Linked DNA regions of Oryctolagus cuniculus: region 1 is linked to region 2. The links are chromatin contacts, called in public Hi-C maps. All regions are on one chromosome and are shown on one strand. Each heading gives the region's core, a stretch centred on a gene start, on an enhancer-like site or on the middle of the called end of the contact. The rest is flanking DNA. Distances are from core to core; before and after follow the strand shown.

The links. Hi-C and Micro-C count contacts between places; a contact is called where the count stands out from the background.
Region 1: a Hi-C map of an unstated tissue shows a contact between it and region 2, with 1.7 times the contacts expected there. The contact joins two enhancer-like sites. A contact is called at or near these places in 2 of 6 Hi-C or Micro-C datasets (ear pinna and an unstated tissue).

The regions. Positions count from the first base shown.
Region 1 is chr5:125,648,747-125,655,775 of mOryCun1.1, forward strand. No RefSeq gene overlaps it. Among named protein-coding and RNA genes, the nearest start is that of CDC5L, 88 kb to the right of the region's middle. Within about 2 kb of position 4,660, at least 1 of the 8 cell types and tissues checked has an H3K27ac peak or open chromatin away from gene starts, as enhancers often do.
Region 2 is chr5:125,577,462-125,583,974 of mOryCun1.1, forward strand. No RefSeq gene overlaps it. Among named protein-coding and RNA genes, the nearest start is that of CDC5L, 160 kb to the right of the region's middle. Within about 2 kb of position 3,915, at least 1 of the 8 cell types and tissues checked has an H3K27ac peak or open chromatin away from gene starts, as enhancers often do.

The DNA.
Region 1 (7,029 bases), core at 3,410-5,909, 72 kb after region 2:
CCTCTGAGGTCCCAGAGCCAGCCAGGGCTTTCAGCAGCTCCTGGGCAATGACGGAGGTGAGGCCCAGACAGCAGCCACCTCCAGAGGTGGCCCCGAGAGTCCTGCTGATGTCAAAGCGTAAACGAAGGGGCTGGCGCTGTAGTGTAGCGGGTAAAGCCGCCGCCTGCAGTGCCGGCATCCCATATGGGCACTGGTTCGAGACCTGGCTGCTCCACTTCTGATCCAGCTCTCTGCTATGGCCTGGGAAAGCAGTAGAAGATGGCCCACGTCCTTGGGCCCCTGCACCCACATGGGAGACCTGGAAGAAGCTCCTGGCTCCTGGCTTCAGATTGACCTAGCTCTGGCCATTGTAGCCATTTGGCAAATGAAGACATCTCTTCCTCCCCTCCCCTCCCCTCCCCTCCCCTCCCCTCCCCTCCCCTCCTCTCTCTCTCTCTCCCTCTCCCTCTCCCTCTCCTCTCCTCTCCTCTCCTCTCCTCTCCCCTCCCCTCCTCTCCTCTCCTCTCCCCCGCCTCTGTAACTGCCTTTCAAATAAATAAATAAATAAATCTTTTTTAAAAAAGTAAATGAGATCAACAAGTGGGCGTGATTTGGAGGCCGGGTGCTGGAGAAACGTCCTCAGGGTGACATACGCCCTGGCACAGGCAAGGACATCGCTCACCTTCGGCTCTCCCACAGCGTCCAGAACTCCTGCTGGCACCCAGTAGCAATGGACAGAAATGTGTTGGATGAACGGATGAACGGCCGGTTGTGTGGCTGGCAGGCCGGGGGTGCAGGGGTGCTGGCTGCCGGCCCAGTGAGTGGCCGGCCCTGCGGTGGCCAGAGCCTTTGAAGCCCAGGCCTTTGAAACATGTCCCTGCGCCAAAAGGGCCATCCCCTGGGGCCATCGCTGCCCAGGGCCCCTCAGCCTCCCCGTCAGCCCTTCAAGCTCTGCAGCCATAGGTGTGAGCCAAGACCTCAGACACAGGGTGGGGGCGAGGGCCCCACAGTCGCCAGTCCTCAGCCTCCCAGGGCCCCCCGGGAGCGGAGTCCCAGGAGGGACGGAGACTCGTGGCATCTAGCTCTCAGAGCCCTTGGACGGCTTCCCTCGCAGCCTCAGTCTTCCGAGCTGGCCGCTGCCTTGGGCCCTTGCGGCCCTAGCACTGGGTGATGCCGGAGGCACTGTCACCTTCCGGTGCTTGCCGTGTTTGCGACCCCAAAGTGCCCACCAGGCTGGGGGTCAGTGAAAACACATGCACACCACCACCCTCTCCCCAGCTCCTGCCTTGCCCCTTAAAGGGCCCTCGGAACACATAATTCTACCTGCACAGAAGCCTCGCTGCTCCGAGCATGGCCCAGACTGCAGCAGGGCGTGTTCCCCGGCGGCTCGCTGACAGTGGGGCTCTCCCCTCCTCCCCACACAGACTGGAGCAGACTTTGCAGAATCTGCGCTCTAACTTGGTCTTCGCATGCACACCGAGTCCAAGAAATGCCGGCCCCGGAAGAGGCAGCCATGAGAAAGGGGACAGGGGCTGGGACTGGTTGCAAAAGCAAGCGGCTGTGCGGCCACAGAAAACTTCTGACCATGGAAAGTGCACGGGTGGCCTCAAGCCCCTCACATAGGACTGGGGTCTCGACGTGAGCTGGACGTGGTGTGCGCCCAGTCAGCACAGAAGTGTTCCCTGCAGTGCTGGGAAAACCGGACACAGTCCAGATGTCACTCAAGAGGAGACTGCTGTAAGAGCTGGGATGCTTGGGCATAGCAGTAAAGCTGCCACCTGTGACGCCAGCATCCCATAGGGCGCCGGTTCAAGTCCTGGCTGCTCCACTTCCAATCCGGCTCCCTGCTAATGGCCTGGGGAAAGCAGTGGAAGATGGCCCAGGTGCTTGGACCCCCGCACCCACGTGGGAGACCTAGATGGAGTTCTTGCTTTATCCTGGACCATTTCAGCTGTTGTCATTTGGGAAGTAAACTAATAGATGGAAGACATCTTTCTCTCTCTCTTTCTCTCTCTCTCTCTCTCTGTCTGTGTGTGTGTGTGTGTGTGTGTCTTTTTCTCTGTGTCACTGTGCCTTTCAAATAAATAAATCAATCCTTTCCAAAAAAAAAAAAAAAGGTATACTGTTCTCAGTCATTTTGATCAAGTATGTCCATATCCCATAGGGTTCCCCCAAAACCTTGATTCCAGGATCACGGCCTGTAGGGCTGGGGAGATGCCCGTAATGGCAGTCTGCGCGAAAGAATGCCAGTAAAATCTGTCATGGGACACGCTCATCCTAAATACTGCTCCTTCTTTATCCGAAATTCAGATTTAAGGCAGCATCCTGTTCGGTTTTTATGTTACTTCGCTGTTGTTCTGTGACTGTCCGAGTGCAGAGACCAGCCTGGTTGGTATTTCCCTAATGTTCCACGTGAACACACCAATGGAAGATTTTTTTAAATACAAACAAAGACACTCGGGGTCCACCTCACTTGGACTAAGCCTGAATCTCGGAAGGCGGTGAAGGGGATTCTGCAGTGCCTCCACCACGCCCATGCTCTAAGGATCAAAAGCCAGCAGAGGTCTCGCTTCTGCCCGTGGGAGACTCTGTCCACCTGCTGCACAGCCCCTCAGCTGGTTCCAGTGGCGGGGCGTGGCTGGGGCCCGGGGGGAGCCCACGGGACCAGGAAGAACAGCACATAGCCAGTACTCACTGCCCTGGGGGCTTCCTCTGACCCAGAACATAATGCATCTCCGAGGCGCTATGCAAATCACTTTGCAAATAAAATGGAAAACCGGGTCTCATGGACCGCCAACCCCATTGGGACACACAGTTACAGCCAAACAGGTGGCACCCCTGGGTGTAACTCCAAGTCGCAGCTCTGAGCTGGCAGTGATAAAAACGTCTCACGCATCACTCTGGCCTCGGCAGCCACTTGGGATCTTCGGAAACATTCATAGATTTTTATTTTATTTGAACACCAAAGCGATAGAGTGGAGGGCGAGGGAGAGCAATCTTCCATCCACTGATTCACTCCCCAAATGCCTGCAACACAGCTGGGCAGGCCAACGCCAGGAGCCTGGAACTCCACTTGGATCTCCCACATGGTGGCAGGGAGCCAGGTCCTTAAGCCACCGTCTGCCGCCTCCCAGGGTGAGCGTTAGCAGGGAGGTGGATCAGAAGCAGAGGCGGCACTTGAACCCAGGCACGCCAAGTGGCGGCTTGACCGCTGCCCCCGCCCCACCTGCATTTACAATCCAGGAGGCCCCTGTGAGCCCCAAGAAGAAAGGCAACCGGCATGATGGAACCTCAGCCATGGTCAGGCGGTCCTCATCCCCTTTGCTCAGGGCTACAGTGGAGCGACAGTGCCAGCGCCAGTGTGGAAGACACAGCAGGGGAACGTGGATGGCCAGGAGCAAGTGGGCCCCGGGGTCTCCCCTTACTCCCTCTGAGGAAAGAGAATCCGCGCTCCTTCCACCCCAAAGTGCCCAGAACCCCCCCACCAGCTGGGCCCCAAGGGAGGCCTCTTCCTCTGAGACGCCCTCTCTCAATCAATCCTCGGATGCAAAGTACCTGCTGCTCAGTGGCCGGGGCTTGGCTACATCTAAACACAAAGAAGGAAGGATTCATTCATACCGAGGTGTAACTGACTAATGACGAAGGCGGTGCACGTGGGAAGTCGCCCAGCCATGAAGAACAGCGGCTCGGACCCAGACTCGCGCCAGGGGCTGTGAGCGTCCTGCCTCTCCTGCCTCCAGATACCTGCAAGCCTGGCGCCTGGCGCCATCTTCCCGGCCTCCGGGGTGAGCATGAGCAGGCCCAGGGCCCCTTGCATCCGCACAGGACGCCTTTGTTTTGAGCCACGGCTGGTGTTCCCACCAGCGACTGAAATAAATTAGAGCGTTTTCAACAAGGGCGGTTGCAAGCGGGGCTCTTGGAAGAATCTCAGCAGCTGCTCTTTATTGGATTATAACCAGGAGCAAAACACCCCAAACCACACAATCGCCTGCAACTCAAACACAGCATTGTCGCAGGCTCTGCGAAGCACTTCCCCAGCAAACACGGCCTGGGAACCCGGGCCCTGTTCTCCCGCTCGGCTGCTCTGCCTACACACGGGCAGCCGGAGGCAGCGACAGCCAGCCACCCGCAGGCAGGCTGGAGACCAGGCACAGGCGCCCCCAGGGGGCCGCAGGGGTGGCTCGGCCAAGTGCCACACAAGGGAAAGAGGGGGCCAGGAGGCCAGAAACCTGGGTGGCTCTAACTCTGCTCATCCTTAAGACTCTGTGGGCTCCAACAAGATGTGTGTGTTCCTCTGCACCTCAGTTCTCTGATCCATAAAATGGGTTTCCTCTTATTGTCTGCCTTTGCTTCCAAGGGGTTGTTCAGAGGCCTCAAGTGAGAAAGCAAACTGGGGACAGAAAAGAGAGCAGGGTTGTTGGGCAGAGGGAGGGGGCAGAGAGCCGTCCCTGCTGGCGTCGGGGAGCCGTGGCCAGCCCTGGGTGCAGGGAGGATTTCTCCAAGTAACTGCATTCGCCAAGATGGGCCCAACTCTGAGCGCGGTGCCTGGGCAGTAACCGCAGTCTGCTCCATGCAAACCCTATCTCCATCTTCAAAAATGAGGCGTGAAAGCCAAGTGCAGGACAAATGGCCACTCCTCCCGCCCTAAAGGAGGCTGGACGGGCCGGCGGTGCACGCCAGCAGGCCACTCGCAAGCAAACGCCGCCTCACTCCGCCTCGGGCGCGAGAGGATCCTGAAGTTCAGGTTCAATAGTTTCAGAAAACACATATGTTTGTGTCTAGTTCCAACTGGTTTGCTAGGCATTTCAGAAAAACACATTAGTTCACTTCAGAGTTCAGACGAAAAATAATAATATTTGGATTCGGTTTCGGGTTCAGTGAATCAGGGCAGTGTTTTCCAATTTGGGGGTCGTCGTTCGGGTCAGTTCAAGTTCTTGTTAGAACAGCCCGGCCTAGGGGGTCGGCCCCTGGGACCCACCGGCCTGGCCGCCGGTCCCTGTCTGCACACCTCCGTCTCTGCCCCAGCGGCGGCAGCAGCCAAGGCAGCCCTTCCCAGCCTCCTTCCTGCACCTTCCAAAAGGAGAAAGCGAACTTTAAGAGAAAATAGTTGCATTCCTTGGCTGTGTCAAACCAAATACAAGTGCGCACTCTCGCCCACGTGGGCAGGAGGCGGGAGGCGGCCCTGAGCGGCTGCCACCCACCAGGAGGAAAAGCGGGCGATCGCGGCCCTGGCACCGCCTGTGCTCCAGCCTCTGGGTGGGCCAGGGCTGCCATGCCCTTACACAGGTGGTCGTCCCTGGGGAGGGGGTGTGGCTTGCCCAGGGGCGGAGCCTGCAATGGCTCCTCCCAGGCCACCCCAGCAGCCTGCGTGCCCCGGGGGAGTCCTGGTAGGCAGGCATGTGGAGCCATGACCCCTTTGTCCAGCCTTGGTATCTCTGCCTCGGAGGAAGACTCCTGCTTCGTAGTAGATTTTAAAAAAAAATTTTTTTTTCTTTTACTTGAATGGCAGATTGATGAGGGAGTCAGGAGAGAGAGAGAGAGGTTTTCCATCTGTTGGTTCACTCCTCAAATGGCCACAATGGCTGGAGCTGGTCCAAGCCAAAGCAAGGAGCTTGGAACTCTATCCTGGTCTCCCACATGGGTGGCCGTGGCCTAAGTATTTGGGCCATCCTCTGCTGCTTTCCCTGGCACATTAGCAGGGAGCCGCATCAGAAGCAGAGCAGCTGGAACTTGAACCAGCACTCCGGTGTGGGGTACCAGGGTCACAGGCGGCCGCTTAGCTCACTGCACACAACGCTATCCCCTGACGGCTCCCACTTCTACTTGCAAGTTTCCAGCAGAAGACAGAGCGAGGGTGGAGGATGCTGGCTCCTGGGGCATCAGAGCTGTGGGGTGGGAGTGAACCTCTGGAGGAGCCTTAGAAAAGAGAAGGGGTCTCTTCCCCCACCCCACCTGGCCGTCCCCACAGCCCCCTTCCCTGGCCTGGCTCCTAGCACCTGGGCCCACCCACAGGCCAACTCCCCACCTCCTACTGTCCTGTCCACTGGAGGTTGTATGGCCTCTGGGCACTTGCACATGCCATCCATTCACCCAGCAAGCCATCCCTCCCCCGACCCGTCCTCCCGAATAACTTCTCCTGGGTGCTCCCCAGGCGGAGGAGGCCACTCTGTGCAGACAGGGGAACAGATGGGAAGAACATCACCCATGCCCCAGACCTCTGCAGCTTTGCTCCTGCGCCCACTCTAATGAACCCCCTCCCAAAGGGCTCATCAGTCTGTGGACACAGCCTCTGTGGACAGAACTGCCATGTGCAGTTGTGTAGTTCGTGCACTGAACAAGGATGTCCAGCTGAGGAGGTTGGAGGGGACGGAGTTCCACTTGCAGAGCTGTGTTCCCCCCACCCCACACACACACAGTGGGCCCCTTCCCCTAAATCTCACTTGTGGAGGCATCAGCGGCCCTGCCCAGCAGACACGTGCAGATCCCAGGAGTGGACAGCTGGCATCTTGGCCTGCCATCTTGATGGGCTTGTCACTCATCTGGTTGCGGTGACCTGTTGGGGGCGTCTTCCCGCAGGGCCTGGAGAGCCGGGGATTATCTCCCCAACAGCAGCCCCGAGCACGGTGCCCGTTGGGCCTCAGACCGGCCAGCAGGTGGCGCTCACCTACTGCACCTAGCACCCTGGGAATCACTGCGCTGGGTTTCCACGCACAGGTTGAGTCTTTGTCCCACAGAACCCACACCGTTGGTGACTGACAAGGACGCTGCCCCTGCCTGCCCTGCGAGGGAGGCCCCAGCGAATGCTCACCCAGCCCCTGCCCCGCCCACTCCAACCCCAGCCCTCAGCGGGCCCTCTGGGTGGGGCTCTCACCAGCCTAGGTGCGCCCCTCGGCCTGCCCAGCGCGTGCTTCCTGCGGCCTGTGCTTTGCCGCCTGGCCCAGCGACACTGCCCCCCCACCCCATCTCCCTCGCCGCTCCTGACCCCACTGCCTCCCCGGCACCTCCACGCCCTCCCGGGCGGGCTCCTGGGCTGCTGCCCGGGCTCAGGCG
Region 2 (6,513 bases), core at 2,665-5,164:
GGAAAAAAGAATAATGGAGGCAGCTCGAGCAGCGGGCGGGAACAGATGACGCACAGAGAGATACCGCCTTAGTCATCCACGCTCGCTCCCACAGAGAAGCCGGAGCCAAAGTTAGAGTGCAGTGTGGCCCAGGAATGCTTATAGTGACAACAGCAATGTCAAGACAATTGGCAGGGCAGCTAAGACACCTCACACCCCGCATCAGAGTGCCACGGCCCAGCTCCCTGCTGGTGGCTCAAGTCGCTGGGTCCCTGCCACCCACGTGGGAGACCTGGATTGAGGTCTTGGCTCCCAGCTTCAGCCTGGCTCAACCCTGGCTTTTGTGGGCATTTGGAGGAGTAAACAAGCACATGGGCGTTCTCTCGCTCTCTCTCTCTCTCTCTTTCTTTCTCTCAGCCTCTCAAATTAAAAAAAAAAGTTCATGAAAAATAGAATCAAAAGAAATATTGATGGAAAAGAAAAGGAACGTGGGTTGCAATCGCACATGGTCTGCATCCAGAGCCTCTGCTTGGTGACCGGGCACTGTTGGCTGGGGCCGGCCCGGACAGACCACTCACTTCCCCAGCCCAACCCTGAAGGTCTGCCCGCACGAGCAGTGGATGCAGAGAGAGGGGGTGCTGCTCCTTCTCGCCCACCGCCCCAGCAAAGCCTGACAAACTCAATTTCCACACCTGCCTTGAATGAAAAATAGCATTTTTCATGCCTGCCTTGTGTTTATCGGCTTCCCCAGGGGACTGGAGACATTTGGAGAAAGCGTGATCTAAAATTACCACTGACTTTTCTTGAAGTCATCATTTCACTTATTTTGACACTTCACAAAGCATCAAGAGAAGGCACAAGGTATTTTTTTCTGCACGCTCATCACAAGGCAACTGGGTTTGAAAGGCTTAGAAACCCCACACATCAGTCAGCGGCTACTGAGAACACCCAGCGGCTGAGCGGGGAATGGGTGACGAATGCTCTCCCAGCCGCGTCTCTCGTCCACCCTCACGAGTACAGGAGCTCACTGCGGGCTGCTCGGCACACAGGGCTCCTGACCAGGGGACTCTAACTCTGGGTCTGCAGGAGGAGTCGGCCTCCCCAGAGGTTCTCCAGGCCCAGATGGATTAGGAAGCTCAGAGAGGAGGAGTTGCTTTTGTCCTCTCATTCCTGCCCTTGTGAGTGCCAGAGCCAGTAACGGAAGCCAGGATCCCCCAGTCTTCCCCATTCTGTGTTCTGTCCACCACTCCCTCCCTCGGCATCTCCAGCTGTTCCTGCAACAGAGAGCGGGGGAGAGAGACAGGGGTGGAACAAGCCGGTTGAGCACCTTGATGTCCACTCAGGGCACGGGGCCTTGGCTTCCACTCTGTTGGATGAGAGAAGCGCTCAGAGACGGTCTTCTGTACTTGCATGGTGCTTTCCCACCAAGCCCTGTTGAGTCTTGGCTCTCCTCAATGCCTCAGTTTCTTCATCTAGAAAATGGCCAGGGCCCAGGGCTGCTGTGAGGACTGGGGAGGTGAGGTCCACTCACCTCCTGCAGGCTCCCTCTTTTGCACCAGAATCCCGGAAATGGGACGCACCACTACTCGTGGGTGACACGGAGGTCCCTGGTTCCCATCTGAGAGGTCTTCCCCAGCCCTGCTGGGGCACCCACCTGCAGTAAGCTGGGGCTGCCCTTCCAGGAGCGCAGGGGAACCTGATTAGGAAAGAGCGCCTTGGGGCCGGCGCTGTGGCTCAGTGGGTTGAGCCTCCACCTGCAGCACCCGTGTCCCAGGCGGATGGCAGTTCGAGTCCTGGCTGTTCTGCTTCCAGTCCAGCTCCCTGCTAATGCACCTGTGAAAGCAGTGGAGAATGACCTGGGTCCTTGGACCCCTGCACCCACCTAGAGGAGGCTCCTGGCTCCTGGCTTCGGATCAGCCCGACTCTGGGCGTTGCAGCCATCTGGGGAGTGAACCAGCAGATAGAAGATCTTTCTCTCCCTCTCTCTGTCTAGAACTCTGCCTCTCAAATGATAGGTGAATCTTTAAAAAAAGAGAGAGAGAAAAAAAGAAAAGAACGCCCACACAAATCAATATGGAAAGCGATTGGCATGGAATCAGACCAAGCATTTTCTTTGCAAGCTCCATATTTTGTGAGGTTTACTCCTCCACGAAGAGGGCAGTTAGAACTGCTTTTAGTTTGGGAATTCCCACAGGAGCCCCAGAATGCTAAAGCCCTCCCCGCTGCCCCCACCGGGACACAGCAGTTTGGACTCCGATGCCCACAATGGCTGTGCTGCCATTGCTCACACATTCATCTGCGTTCTCCACGTTTGCACTGGAAGGCCCATGCCATGCTAAGAGAGAGAGAGGGGGTTGGGGGGGAGAGAGAGAGAGGTCTCCCATACACCGATTCAGTCCCCAAATGCCCATAAACAGCCAGGGTGGGGCCAGGTCCAAGCCGTGAACCAGAGCTCTATCCAGGTCTCCCAGGTGGGCAACAGGGACCCGAGTGCTGGAGCTCTCGCCTTCTAACTCCCGGAGTGCGCATCCGCAGGAGGCAAGGGTCAGGAAAGGAGCGGGACTCCAATCCAGCGCTCTGATGTGACTGCAGGCATCCCAAGCGGCATCCTAACCCCTACACCAAACACCGACCCCCGGCTTATCTTCTGATTATATTTTTCCACAAACTTTTCGAGGTACCGTCATACTGATCATTGCCATTTTCTGATTCTTTGAAGATGGATCAACTCCCCATGGTATACGAGGGGAAATTCTGTCTACTGAAATACAAACTTTTTTAAAAAGATTTATTTATTTATTTGAAAGTCAGAATTACACAGAGAAAGGAGAAACAGAGAGAGAGAGAGGTCTTCCATCCACTGGTTCACTCCCCAGATGGCCACAATAGGCATAGCTGCACCCATCCAAAGCCAGGAGCCAGGAGCTTCTTCCAGGTCTCCCGCGTGGGTGCAGGCACCCAAGCACTTGGGCCATCCTCCACTGCTTTCCCAGGCCACAGCAGAGAGCTGGATGGGAAGTGGAGCAGCTGGGTCTTGAACCACGCCCATATGGAATGGCCACACCGCAAGCAGCGGCTTTACCGGCTATGCCACAGCACCGGCCCACTCTTTGGGTTTTAAGGGAGGCGAGCAGAACAGGCCCGTATACAGTAAGCGCTCAGGAAGTACCGGCTCCGGTTCAGGTTTCAGAACTGGACCTGCTGAGGCACAGGTGGTTTGCTCCTCATCTCCACTTCCCCAGAACCTGGCGTGGGGCTGGCAGGCGCTGCTGACATGCAGGGGTGGAAGCAACACAAGGAAGAATATCCAACGCTGAAGCAAATACACGAGCTCATGCAAATACATGAGCTCACGGAAACGCAAAAAGCTCAGGGAAAACGCACAGCAGGACGCAGGGATTCCAAAATGTTTCTGCATTAAAATAAACTTACCCTTTAATTCCAATTTTCTACAAAATTTTGAAGAATGAACCCCTGTGTGGGTGGGGAGAAGACAGCCATTTGTTGCAAACCCCTTCCCTGTCCCCAGCCCTGGGGCCCTCCCCGCCCGCCCCTCCCCCTGCAGGTCTTGGGCGCGCCCGCACACCCCACCCCCACTCAGCCCCTCTCAGTTGCCCCAGGCTGCTTTCATCCCATGCTTTATCTTCAGACTCTGGGGAAACGGTAGTCAAAAAAGAGCCAGCGTCCCCAGCCCGCGGCCTGAAACCCGAGCCGCGCGAGGAAAGGCGCAATTACGGGCTGCGCTCTCCGCCCCTCCTCTGCCCCTCTCCCCCACGTCCTGCCTGGCACTGAGCTTCGCGCGCCCCGCAAGCCAAGCCCCGCCGCGGGCGCCCCTCGGCAGCCCACAGCCCGCCGCCCGCCCGCAGGAGGAAATGTATTAGCGGGGCTGCGGGGAGGGCCGCAGGCGCTGGGACTCCATCTCGCCTACTAAATATACTCCGGGACGTTTACCAGTGTCCCGTGAAGTGCGGCCATAAATCAGGGCCGCGCCACTCCTGTCAGAAGAAAGGCAGAAAGCGCGCGTTCGCTCGCGCCTGCCCTGGCGCTGCGGGCTGACCACGCACCAGTCCACAGGCAAGGCCACCGCGGCGCACCGGCCAGCGCGCGCCACTGCCCAACCGGGACCAGCCACAGGGCCGCCCCAGGAGGCGCGCTCACTCCGAATGAAAATGTCACTGGGTGTCAAAGGCACGCGTGTCACACCTTGGAGCTCCCCTGCAGTTCTGTCCCCGTGGCCAGTTCTGTCCTCCTGCCCCTGGAGACCTACAAAACGGTGCAGCCTGCTCCAGCGCCTCCTTCTCTGCGCATGCGTGAAGGACAGACACACCGCCAAGGCCACGGACATTCTCTCCTGCCAGAACAGTTCCAGGTGATTCTGCTACCTTTTGTGTTCCTTCCCGGATTTTCCACACTTTCTACAAAATCAAAAGGCATTACCCTTCCCATCAGAAAAAAAAATTACCTTTTTTTTAATAAAGGGAAACAACCAAGACGCCACCACAAGGATATATGTTTGTTCGTGTTATTTATAAAAACCGAGAACTGTAGGGACCAGTGGTGTGTAGTAGCTACTGGGAAGCGGCCTGCCATGCCAGCATCCCGCATGGACTCCAGCTTAAGTCCTGGCTGCTCCAGTTCCAATCCAGCTCCCTGCTAATGCACCTGGGAAAGCAGCAGAAGATGGCCCAAGTGCCTGGTCCCCTGTACCTACACAGGAGACCTGGAAGACTCCTGGTTTTGGCCTGGCCCGGCTCTAGTCATTGTGGCCGTCTAGGGAGTGAAATGGAAGATTCTTGCTGTCTCTCTCCCTTTATGTATGTAATTCTGCCTTTCAAATTAAAAAATAAATCTTTTTTTTTTAATAAGAACTTTCAATGTGTAACAGTCTGCATCTCCAGATAACCACACAGCCACATTCAAGGAGAGACAGAAAAATGCTCCTGACTCCACGCTTAGCGAAAGCATAAAATCAAAAAGCAAAAACCAGGCTCGTTTTGAATGCCTATGCTATTAGTAGCATATAAAAATTACACCTAAGAAAATGCATAGAAAATGCATTGTGGTATTAAAGTGGAGACTTCTGGAATTTTTTTTCCTCTTCCTTGTTCTCCAAATTTTGCATGGTGTGGTTTTAGTTCTTTGGTCATTTTTAAGAGTTTGAGAACAGAAGAGAAAATGCAAGCGGGGTCTAGGGCTCCTGGCCTCCCCCACCTCGCACCCCCGCACCCGCCGTGGGCCAGTGCCACACACGCGTTCTTGCCACACATGAAAACAGGAGGCCTGGGGTCCCCGGGTGGATTCAGTTCCGCTGGGACAGTCTGGAACAATCAGCTCTGCCAATGAACTTTTTATGGAGTTTCCGACTTTGAAGCTAAGTAACGAGACTTGGCTGCTAACCAGGCCTTGCCCTGTTCCCCGTGGCCTCTGCCGTCAATTAGCTAATTGGAGGCATCCGAGGTGGCTGGCGGCAGGGGGCAGTGAGACACAGGTTTACGGAGGAGGATGGGAAAGGCAAGGCGAGAGTGTGAGGGGCCCGCTCGAGCCCAGGGCCAGAGCCAGGGAGTGAGGGTGAGGTCCCCCAGCTCTCCGGACCCTGTAGGAACTGTCCCCCTCTTCCTGTCTTACTTTGGGGCCAACACCAGTGAGAGACTGAAGGGCGTTTGGATTCTGGAGTTCTTGGACGCTTCTGTCTGAGGGACCCAGGCTGGTCCTCCAGCACCCCCTGGCTGAGGAGCGTGCCCACTGCCGCCAGCCTCAGCCCCACACCCTCACTGGCCTCTCTTCAAAGACAGCCCCTGAGTACAAAGGAACTGTCCCTTCTCTCCCACCCGAGGACCTCGAGCTAAATGGACCTCTCTGAGCACGGAAGAGGGCTACATTCTGTGGGGTTGCTGGGCTTCCCCACGTGGGTTTCTGATAAGAAGTCGCTTTGTCCCGAGCTGGCGGGGAGGGCAAAGCAGGTGACCCTCTGCCCGTCATCCCTCCCAGACACTCAGCCCTCATGCAATGGTCTCAATGGGTCTCACAGTTTTTGGAATAGCATGGCATTTGGTTTTGATTTTTAAACGAGTTAAAAATAATAGCACTTTTGCCTTGAAGCAGTGACTTCTCCTGGCATCTCCAGCTCTCTTCCAGATCTGCACTGGCAGGGCCAGGAGGATGAGCCGGTCAGCTGCGGTGTGGACTAAAACAGCAGCAAAACACAGCCAGGGTTTGCAGGAGGGGGGCCGGGGCCTCTGGTGGGCGTGGCCAGCCCCAGGTCTGCTCTCCTCCCTCCTGCAAATTACAAGCCTGCTTTTTGAAATTTCCTTTCTCAGAACAATGTTGTTCATTCAGTTCCAAAGTAAACATTGGGCTTAGATACTCAACAGTTTGGGAGAACAAACTGTCCTGGTTGTTAGGCTCTTTACCTGTCAGGGGCCTGATTAAACCCATAGATCTTCGTGGCAGCCACAGGGGGCTACCGAAAGGGACCAGGCACCAGCCCCCGTGTCCCCAGGTGAGCACCGCAAGCCCCCAGGGCCCGCACCAGGA